Regions from separate parts of the Mus musculus genome. Here regions 2 and 3 are each linked to region 1. Evidence: chromatin contacts called from public HiChIP or PLAC-seq data. All regions are on one chromosome and are shown on one strand. The core of a region is the stretch at or near the end of the contact, and the rest is flanking DNA. Distances in the headings are between cores, read along the strand shown. Region 1 overlaps Dab2ip (disabled 2 interacting protein). Region 2 has its middle 11 kb from the start of Gm46735. Region 3 overlaps Gm39795 (a long non-coding RNA gene).

Region 1 (3,287 bases), core at 433-2,932:
CCATGTTGTGTGGTCCATCTCTGCACCATGTGGCCTTCAGGTTCCTGTGGCCCCCATGGGTTACTTCTCATCTCTCCTAGACTCCTTTGGTACCAGGCCCTTGCCATCATGCCAGCCTCTGTTCCTTATCTGAGCTAGATGATTGGCCTTCCTGTTTTTTCTCCCCACAAGCCTTTGCTCCCCTGAGACTCTGTCATTCGTCTTGGTCCCACCCTTTTCTCTACTGGACTTGCCTCATGCCTGATCATGTCTACAGTCAGGGCCCAGCTCAGACAGACCTGGGCAAGGGCTCAATCCAACTATGAATTAATTATAAGACTACCCAGCCCTGCCACTTTAATCTACTCTGTCTATAATGGCAGCCAAGGGGTTCAGAGAGATGGCTCAGTGGTTGAGAGCACTTGCTGCTCTTGCAGAAGACCCAGATTCAATTTCCAGCATCCACATGGTACTTCACAGCCATCCCTAATGTACTTTCTGTGCGTCTGATGCCCTCTTCTGACCTCTGTGGGCACCAAGCACTCATGTGTTATACAGACAGACATGCAGGCAAAAACTCACACATAAAATGATTAAATCTTAAACAAACAAACAAACAAACAAACAAAACTTCTACAAAACCACCAGAAGTGCTTTACAGGCAATCATTTTGGCAGCATTAACCCAAGTGCCCAGCTACTCAGGAAATCAGCCATTCATTGCAAAGTGGAGCTTGGTGCTAAAAGACATACGAGAATCCTTATGGCATATTATGATAATATGTTAATTCAAAAAAGCAGAAGGAAAAAATATCTTCTCTTCCCACCTCTGAAACCCAAAGAAGCATACCAAACGGCACTGCACCACTGGGAGGGTGGCTGTGGGGGAGGGTTTATTCTGAGGTAAGTGGCGGGGGAGAGACTAAGGGGGACAGAAACAAAACCAAGGCCTACTTCACTAGTCCAGGCCAAGGTCACACATGCACCAAGTTTCTGTCCCTGTGTACTTCAATCCCATGGGACACAACACTCACTTGGCAAAGTTGGCCAGGTTCTGGGTGACTTTGGCAATGAGCGTGAGGGTGCGAGCCGTGCGGTCGTCAGGATACTCCTGAAGCAGGTTGAAGAGCGAGGGTGACATGATGGCAGGGCACAGGAAGCGAAGGAAGAGGGAGGCGCTGATGAGCCGTTCACTGATATCTGGCCGGCCTCGGCTGCTACACTCCTGCCGCCATGAGGCGAACACCTCCTTAAGCTCCCGTGGGAAGACGCTGCATAGGAACAAAGATGGGCCTGGGGGTCAGATCTGTTTGAGTCACATGGAACCCTGAGTTCCAACCACAGCTCTATGTTGATGGTGGAATGAGCTCAGGGCTCTGCAGCCACGAAATCTCAGACATTTAAGGAAACAGCCAGCCAGGGTGGGCAGAGAGGCTGCTCAGCAGACAGGGTAGACTCTCAGTGAAGGGTCCAAGTGTGCTGAGCGTGGAGGCGGGTGGAACTGGCTCCATGCCAATATAAATAGCAAGAATGCCACTACAATCGCGCTCGTCCTCCCAAGGGGAGCACCTCTTTCTGCTCCAACAATAGGCTTCTGGGTCTAGAGGCATGAAGAAAGCCACAGGGCAGGCAGATCGCTGTTCCTTGGGCTCCTATTTCTGGCTATCAAGACTCATCCCTCTGCCTGAATGATGTCATAGGAATCTGGGTTTCCCACAGAGCTCATGATGACTGGACAGGGAGTCTCCCCAGCTAGCGAGAACACAGTCTGTCATGAACTAGCTGGGGAGAGAAACAAACTTTCCTGGGGTGACAGTTAAGAAGGCACTAGCACAGAGTTCTTGGCTCCATTGAATACCCACTTTAGGTGAGTTTCCTACCTTTTCACCCCAGGGCATACCAGACCCCAGTGCTCCTTGGACCTAGTCTACTACCGACTCTGTCCTGAGCCCAGCAGACAGGACGTGGGGCAATAAATGAGGCAGAGTCAGCAAGGCTGCCTAGTGAAATGGGGGTAGGCAGTCTACTGCCAGGTGATGTCTACTGATGGTCTTGTCCAGAAGAGAAGTCTCTTCTAGATGACAGAAAGAAGAGACTCCTATCACAGAAGGTCTTCCAATGGAATGGAGAGCAAAGGTTGAGAATGCAGCTTAGTGGGGAGATGACAGTGTGTTCCGAGGGTGCTCAAGGCTCTACAATTGTCCCCTTACCCCAGAGAAGCATCGCATGCAAAACAAGCTGAGGGACCAGGACAAGTGGGCACTACCACAAGCACTGGCCACACTGACCCCTTCCTAAGGTCACGGTTTACCCAGGAGGCCTGCCTTTGCCTATCTGTTGGGAAAGGCAAGCACTTCCTGTGGCACCTCTGAGCTAGTGCTTCTGACTGCAAGGGTATGGACGATTAGGTTACATGTAGGGCCAGACTATGTAAGATCAAAGGAGACGACACGGGAGAAAGAACCAGACAAATGTGGAGATATGGCTTTGGAGTGGCTTGGGCAGGACGAGCATAGCTCTGAGCTGAGATGATGGTACAGGCACCTAAGTAGCTTCTCTCATGTGGATACAAACTCAGCACTGTGGCTGGCAGCAAGGCCTACAAGGTCAGTCCCATGTGTGCTAAGCACAACCAGGGTTAGCACCAGGCCAGCAAGGCGTCATAAATGCAGCAGGTGCCTAGGAAACCGGCCTTAAGAGAAGCTTCCCAGGAACGAATTCCAGCCCCATTTGTAGCCCCAAACAAGTAACTCATTTCTACTGTAATACTACCCCTTTCTTCTCTGCTCTGTTTCAGTCAGAGGACTAGCTAGTGCTCCCTCAGTTGATACAAGGGTAATAATCGTCAGGGACAGGCAGATGAGGAGCCACTGGAGCAGTGCCAGGACACCAGGGCTCTAGCTCCATGTTGCACCGGCGCACTGACATTCGCCTCTGCGTGTGCAGGGTGCTCACCAGTTGTAGGTAGAGAAACAGCCATTTCCAGGTTTTACACTCTCTCTCTCTCTCTCTCTCTCTCTCTCTCTCTCTCTCTCTCTCACACACACACACACACACACACACACACACACACACACACACCTTACAGGTATTCTTGAGTGCTTTCCTATATTTAAGAACTCAAAAAGGGGCGTGACAGGAACCTGGCCGTCCAACAACCCAGTGGAATCAGATGCTGGCACCCAGGGCAGGAGTGGGGGCATTCAGACAAAAAAAGATAGTCAAGATGAATGGAAGGGAGGGATTAGGCCAAAAAAGGAGCACACAGCTCCCAACAGGTGGCACTAACCAGTAGGAGTTGATGATCTT
Region 2 (3,287 bases), core at 238-2,737, 490 kb before region 1:
TTGCACATCTATCTCTAGGTCCCAGATACTCTGCATTCACAGTAGGAGATTTTCTAAAGACCTTGCCAGAAGGAAGTGAGGTGGGACACATCCAGGCCTGCATTCTGGGATACCAGAAGCTTGCTGTCTCTGTGGCAGGTTAAACTGTACAGCTAGGTCCCCTTTCATCTCCACCCCCTGTGGCCTCCATCATGGTGCTGATTTCACCCAGATCTAGGATTCATCATGGCCACTAGGAACACCTGGAGGCAAACTCTGATGAGAAACTCAAGTCAGTCTTAGAGACTCTGTTTAGCTCTAGGGAAGGTGATTTCAGCTCCCATGTCCGGCTTGCTACCTGCTGACCTCAGGGCTATCACAGGCAGGAGAGCAAGGAGAGATGGGCTGAGAGACTCAGAGCCCAGGTGCAGACAGACAGGTGCTTCTGGGGCAGGGTGCAGAATGCCTCCATTCATCAAGGGATCCTGTGAATCAGAAATGAGCTCTGCATTGAAAGAGCTGGCCAGTCCGAGGGAAACAGAGTTGCCAAACATCTGTAAGAGTCTGTAGGAGTCTCGAGAGGCTCAACTCCTTAAGAGTCTTCCTTCATCACAAAAGAGCTGGAGAAATCGAGAAAGAGACGGGGAGAACAACTATGAGACAGGTTTCAACTCTGCCAAGTGCCTTAGGCTGGCTTTCACCGTTTGCTGATTGCTCTCAGAACCACAGCATAAGCTCCCACAAGGAATAATGATGCTATAATGATAATAACAACAGCACCGTGGGCTCTCATCTGGTCAGAGCCACCACGTAGCAGGAATGCTCAGGGAGACCCACCAGCTAGTTGCTAAAACAGTAAAACACATGTTGTTAAAAAGAACCTCCACCGAGTCACTTCTAGCATCCTGCCGTGAGCCCAGGTGCCCAGGTCAGGGGCTCCACTGTCCATTTTGAGCCCAGATAGTCTGCATGCCTATGCTTCGGATCACCTGGAGAACAGACTGGGAGTCCTGGGCCAGCGTAAGGCTAGACACAAGCCCCCTCCACCGCACACCACCCCTGGCTCCTCGAAGCCCCTCTCCCAAAGCCTGAGCAATCAAGGCTGCCGCCTCCCCCGGCTGGAGCTAGTGCCCGCCTCCTCTCAGCCCCTCCCCTCCGCTGCAAACCCAGCTCATTTGCATGTGGATCGCGCCTGCCACCACGGGTGCTGGGGTCAATTGAAACTCAAGAAAAGAGAAGAAATTTATGCAAAACTGTTGATTGCATTTGTATGTAATGAAATCATCCAATATTCATCTGACTATAGAATCTAATCTGAGAAGAGAACTGAAGGACATGAGTGTCACTGCAAAAGCGTAATGAGCCACTGTAGTGATTAAAAAAGCTCTTGAGCCTTCTGAAAAATCCAGGCAGAAATAGCGTCTAATCAACTCTGAATATAGGAGGCGAGATTGGGCTGGCGCGCTGCGCACGGCCCGCCCGGGCGCCGGGGGTGCTCGGTAAACCCTGGCGGTCGCGGTCTGTGGGTGCCAAGCGCCTGGCCACAATCAGCTGAGGCCTCGGTGCACAAAGCAACCCGCCTCTCACCACGCAGAAAGAACCCAGTCACAGCTGCTACGAAGAGCAGCTTGAGGTTTCCGCGCCGCCTCACGCACCCACCCACCGCACAGAAGGCCCCCTCCTGAGTCTTTGCTCCAACGGGAAGGGTTTGAGAATCCGGGTTCGCCACACCTGGATGCTCCTTGGGTCCAACCAACCACAAGCAGGGGAGAGTCGTGTCTCAGAAGCCAGGACTCATCCCTCTGAGATGTCACCTGGGAGAGATGTTCTCTGACATCCCTCTCCACTCTAGCGTCGGCTTTGTCTTCCTGTACTTGGCGTTATCTTATGATTTTACCTGGGGGATGTCAGTCTCTTCTTTCAGGCTGAGAGATCAGCAGCCGTATGGTGACTGGTTCACCTCTGGAACCTGTGGAGGCAGCCTCAGAGGATACTCAACAAGCATGGACCAAGACGCAGACGCGTTTGATGAATGATAAACCCACCCTATGCAGCTGACAAATACTGTTAAATCCATTTGTTCATTCAGCAGGTCCTTGCCAAATGGACAATGTGTGAGGCTTCCTTCGTGGCACTGAGCAGGCTGTGGGGGATTAAGAAGGTTCCTGCCATCTCAGCACTCAAGGTCTGGGCAGAAGGAAAACTAAAGGCTACACACAATCAGATCGGTCGTTGTGGTGAGGCGGAAGGTCCAGGGGCATAGGACAGCTGTCAGTGGACACTGATAGAACGGATCGGGATCTGAGTCTGGAGATGAGGCGCTGGGTTTCTCAGGTTCCGATGCCCCTTTACAATGAACTGTACGGGGACATGGATGGTTACAGGAAAGGCGATGGTTTATTAGAGCCGAGAGGCTGCTGGAACCAGGCTGCTGAAACCTTTCCTCCGTTGTGATCTGGCTCCACGGAGGCAAGAAAGAAGTGAGGCAGGACCTCAGTTATGAGTCATTTACAAAGTACCCGCCCCTCCCAAGTGCAGGCGACTAGGGCTTTACAGAGCTGCTCCCTTGGCTAACAATGCTCTCTTAAACTAAGGGCTCCCAACCTCTCCATGTCGCCTTTTGCGTGCTAATCTCTGGGATTTCTCTTTCTGTCTCACTAACTCAGCTAGGGAAGGCTACTAAAAACTAGGGAAGGCTACCATGCGGCAGTGGTCACTTCAGTCTGGAGCATTCTGGGTAGAAGGAGCAGACTTTGCAAAGTCCCTGAAGGGATGAGGAGCTAGGCTGAGCACGAGGACCCAGCTGGAGTGCCCTCATGAGCACCTGTCCTGGTCAAATTCCTGGTAAGACCTTAGGGTAGGAATTCATATTTCTGGGAGCAGTAGAGAGTCTCTGCATGGTTTGCATTTTGAAGAGTTGGTCAAATAGGGAAAGAACCAGTCAAGGGGCTCCTAGGCTCTGGAGGAACAAAGATGGCCCCAAGAGGCTGGCCATCCTCCAGCCATGGGGAGTCACTGAAAGCTGTGAGGAGGGCCACCACACTGCAAAGGCTGTCCTAAGAGGTTTGAACCGATGGTAAAGGATGGAGCAGAGGAAAAGAGAGCAGGTCAGAGGCAGGAGCCCCTGCAGCTGCTCACAGTTCAGCATTGCATCTCTATGGGGAAGCTAATTTATGGCCATTCTAATTTATGGCCAAGATGAGTTGCCTAATATTAAGGTGGTTCTAAGTCAGAATCAATTGGTTCTGAGAATCCAAGAGACACTGTGATGAAACTACCTTATAAACAAAACAAAACAAGCAGGGAAC
Region 3 (3,287 bases), core at 384-2,883, 440 kb after region 1:
TCACCTGCAAATAAGACTTCTACTGCACACAGATACTCAGCATGCAGCGGGCATCATGACAAGAACTCTGTGTGTGTGTGTGTGTGTGTGTGTGTGTGCATGTAGAGGCTAGAGATCTTAATTTGGGGGGGGGGGCATGTTTACTCCTTGAACTGGGAGCTCACATATTGGCTCTAACAGTCTAAGCAGGAAGCCCTAGGTGATCTTCTCTCTGCTTTCCCTTCCCACCTCGCCTTGCCTCGCCTTCCCTCTCTCTCCTCCCCTCCCCTCCCCTCCCCTCCCCTCCCCTCTCCTCTCCCCTCCCCTGGACTCTGGTTATAGAGATGCCAGGGAGCCAACAGGTGTGTGGGGCCAGCACTTTACCTTCTGAGCCATCTCCTCAGCTCCATGATATGAGCCTCATAAGCACCATTTAAAACTTACGGTGCCATCATCCAGCTTCGTAGATAAGGAAACGGGCTCACAGAGCTTCAGCTGAAGACCAACCACACAATTGGGAACCTCAAATCAGAGTTTAAATTCAGGGCTACTTGATTTTTTGAAGCCTGTTACTCTGTGTGTGTCTCTCTCCCCCTCTCTGTCTCTGTCTCTGTCTCTGTCTCTCCCTCTTCCTCCCCACCCCCCCTTACAAAGCACCTACTGGCTGCTCTTGCAGAGAACCTGAGTTCAGTTCCCAGCACTAAATGGCAACTCACACCCATCATCTGTATGTAACTCCATTTGCAGGGGATGCAACGTCCTCTTGGGGTCTCCTCAGCACCAGACACACATACAGCGATGAAGAGATGCAGGTGAAACACATAAAATAAAAATACATCGCATTTATTTGTTTATTTATTTATTTTTAAGATTTTATTTACTTGCATGAGTTCTGCCGGCCAATATCGCTGTGCCACATGCATGCATTGCTCTTGGAGGCCAGAAGAGGGCATCAGAACAGGCAGAGAACAGTTTGCTGGCTAAACTGGCTAACCTGCCTGCCCCGCCTGAGCATGCTGCAGAAAGCACCCTCAAGTCCCTGCTACTTGCCATTCCTGTTAGGGCTTCTGTCCTCAGCCATGGCCGGGCAGGGCAGAAGGGAAAAGGCCTTTGACATAGGCCAGGCTAATCACACAGGCCTATAAATAGGACCCTGTGGCTTGGGCTGAAATAGCTGCGCCAGCCCCGACTCCACAGGCAGCAGAGTACAAACAGCCTCCGCCTCCTCTCCCCCACAGTTAACCGAACATTATTCACGCTCCTTGGAGGCAGCGGGTTGGAGCAAAGAGCCACACCTACCTAGAGGGAATCCTGGACCTGGGCCTAGGCTCCTTTTTTTCTGCTTCTTATTTCCATTGCTTCTGCCTGGGACTCAGTTTCCAAAACTGTGAACTAGGGAGGTCAGTTGTGAGCCTTTGGGCCCTTCCAGCCAGGATGCTCTTAGTCTGCCTGTGGCACCCTCTGCTTTTCACACCTACTTCTTTGTGCCCTGCCCCATCAATTTGGAAACTGTGTTTTATCATCGTCCTCAACCTCCTCCTCCTCATCATCATCATCATCATCTCAGTCCTGGGAACCAATCCCAGGGCCCAGCCTACCCTAGGCAAGCATTCTTATTATCTGAGCTATATCCATAGCCTCTGTTGTTGTGTTGTTTAGGATTTTTAAGAACCTAGCCATCCTGAGTGCTGAGAGCCCAGGATGAAGAGTTGAACAAGTCCTGACCAGTTCCTCCATGCTTGGCCTTGGGCCAGACACCAGTGCTAAAGGCATTTCCAACCCTCCTTTCCCCACCCCCAAATCTTCCTGGTGGCCTCTGTGAGCTCTGCTGGGAACATCTTGTTTCTGGTTCAGATTACAGACTTGTGGCCACAGAGGAGTCCCCAGTGGGCAACTTGTGACCTGGGCAGGGCCTTCACCAACGGTAAAACCAAGGCTCCCCAGCCGTCCCATGTACTTAAACCAGGCTTCTCGGCTTCTTCCCAGCCACCATCCAGCCCTAGTTCATGGGTGCAGAAAGCCAAACTGAGAGGGACTGGGGCACCTTCGGGTTAGAGAGATAGTGACTCAGACTCAGACTCAGACTCTCTCACTCCTGAATCCAGAGCTGCAGAGATCTAACTCAAGTCAGCCTAGCTGGACAGTGGGGACAGAACCCAACAAGAACAAAGAACAGAGAAGACCAGCCTGGCTATTCGCTATTCCCCTCCCCATCTCGCTCCCCCACTTTGTGTGTGTGTCTGTGTCTGAGTGTATGTTTATGTATGTATGTATGTATGTATGTATGTATGTATCTGTATAAATGTGTATATGTGTATGTCTCTGTGTGCCAATGTGTGTGTGTGTGTGTGTGTGTGTGTGTGCGCGTGTGTAGTGAAGGGAAGCGACAGGGCTTCACTGGTAACACACATTCTCTCCTACCAGCTCTCAGCATTGCCTGCTCTGACCCACCCTCCCCTTTGCCTTCCACCAATTGGCTGCTCTACAATCCCATCAATCAAATTATTCCTCTCCTTGACAGCCATCTATGCGGTGACCCAGAAAATTGAAACTAACTTTCAAGGTCTCTCTAGACATCCCTGTCACCTCCGGCCGCTCCCAACTCAGTCTCCACCCATGACTCACTTGTCCTCAGGCACATTGGGCTCCTCCAGGTGACCAGCCCCTTGCACATAATGCTCATCTCAGCCCAGTGCTAATCTCAGGGGCATGAAAAGCTGACTGGCTCCCTGGGCGTCTTGGAAGTCAGCAAATGCACCCTGGGTATCAGCCACCACTGTCTCCTCATGGATTAAAGTATCACTGCTCTTGCAGGATGGTACAGCTCACCTCTCTTTCCAGTACAGAAGTCAGCAAGGGCTGCCTAGGAAAGGGAGGGTGGGGCAAAGAACCAAGAGGATCTTGGGAAAGCGCTCATTTCCCAGGACTTCTCAACATAAGGCCTCACATGAGGAAGCACTGGGGCACTTCAATGAGGAAAACCCTAAAGCAACAACACCACATTGGGTGTGTGTGTGCGCCCGTGTGTGTCTGTATGTGTGTGTACATCTGTGTGTGTGTGTATGTGCATGTGTGCATACATGATGGTTCCACTAATAAAATTCTCCTGGTCTCCCACTGGGAAGCTCCTGAAAGCCCCCAGTAGCCTGGAGTAAAACCCACAGTCAAGGGCAGCATGGCCTTATCCCCTTGTCTGAACTTTCCCCATTCCCTCTGAGGGATGCTCTCCCTGCCTAGCCACCCTGCTGTCCTGTACTCAAGCTTTTCTGCACTGTCCACCTGCCCCACCCCCCACCCCCACCCCCGGG

The links. HiChIP or PLAC-seq counts read pairs in DNA pulled down with a chosen protein or histone mark.
Region 2: a contact with region 1 is called in a FOXA1 HiChIP or PLAC-seq map of pancreatic cancer cells. The contact joins two enhancer-like sites. A contact is called at or near these places in 1 of 484 Hi-C or Micro-C datasets (the N1E-115 cell line) and 1 of 115 datasets of contacts at active chromatin or transcription factors (pancreatic cancer cells).
Region 3: an HNF4G HiChIP or PLAC-seq map of pancreatic cancer cells shows a contact between it and region 1. The contact joins two enhancer-like sites. A contact is called at or near these places in 1 of 39 promoter capture datasets (pre-B cells), 1 of 484 Hi-C or Micro-C datasets (cortical neurons) and 1 of 115 datasets of contacts at active chromatin or transcription factors (pancreatic cancer cells).

The regions. Positions count from the first base shown.
Region 1 is chr2:35,713,231-35,716,517 of GRCm38.p6, reverse strand. Dab2ip (disabled 2 interacting protein) reads right to left here. Exons shown (of 16, transcript NM_001114124.2): 8 at 3,268-3,287; 9 at 1,013-1,249. Among named protein-coding and RNA genes, the nearest start is that of Dab2ip, 93 kb to the right of the region's middle. Within about 2 kb of position 1,682, at least 69 of the 459 cell types and tissues checked have an H3K27ac peak or open chromatin away from gene starts, as enhancers often do. A contact at or near this core is called in pancreatic cancer cells, where this site is marked.
Region 2 is chr2:36,201,456-36,204,742 of GRCm38.p6, reverse strand. No RefSeq gene overlaps it. Among named protein-coding and RNA genes, the nearest start is that of Gm46735, 11 kb to the right of the region's middle. Within about 2 kb of position 1,487, at least 85 of the 459 cell types and tissues checked have an H3K27ac peak or open chromatin away from gene starts, as enhancers often do. A contact at or near this core is called in pancreatic cancer cells, where this site is marked.
Region 3 is chr2:35,268,532-35,271,818 of GRCm38.p6, reverse strand. The region is part of intron 2 of Gm39795 (a long non-coding RNA gene); the gene reads left to right. It also overlaps a transcript of Gsn not described here. Among named protein-coding and RNA genes, the nearest start is that of Gm39795, 3.5 kb to the left of the region's middle. Within about 2 kb of position 1,633, at least 123 of the 459 cell types and tissues checked have an H3K27ac peak or open chromatin away from gene starts, as enhancers often do. A contact at or near this core is called in pancreatic cancer cells, where this site is marked.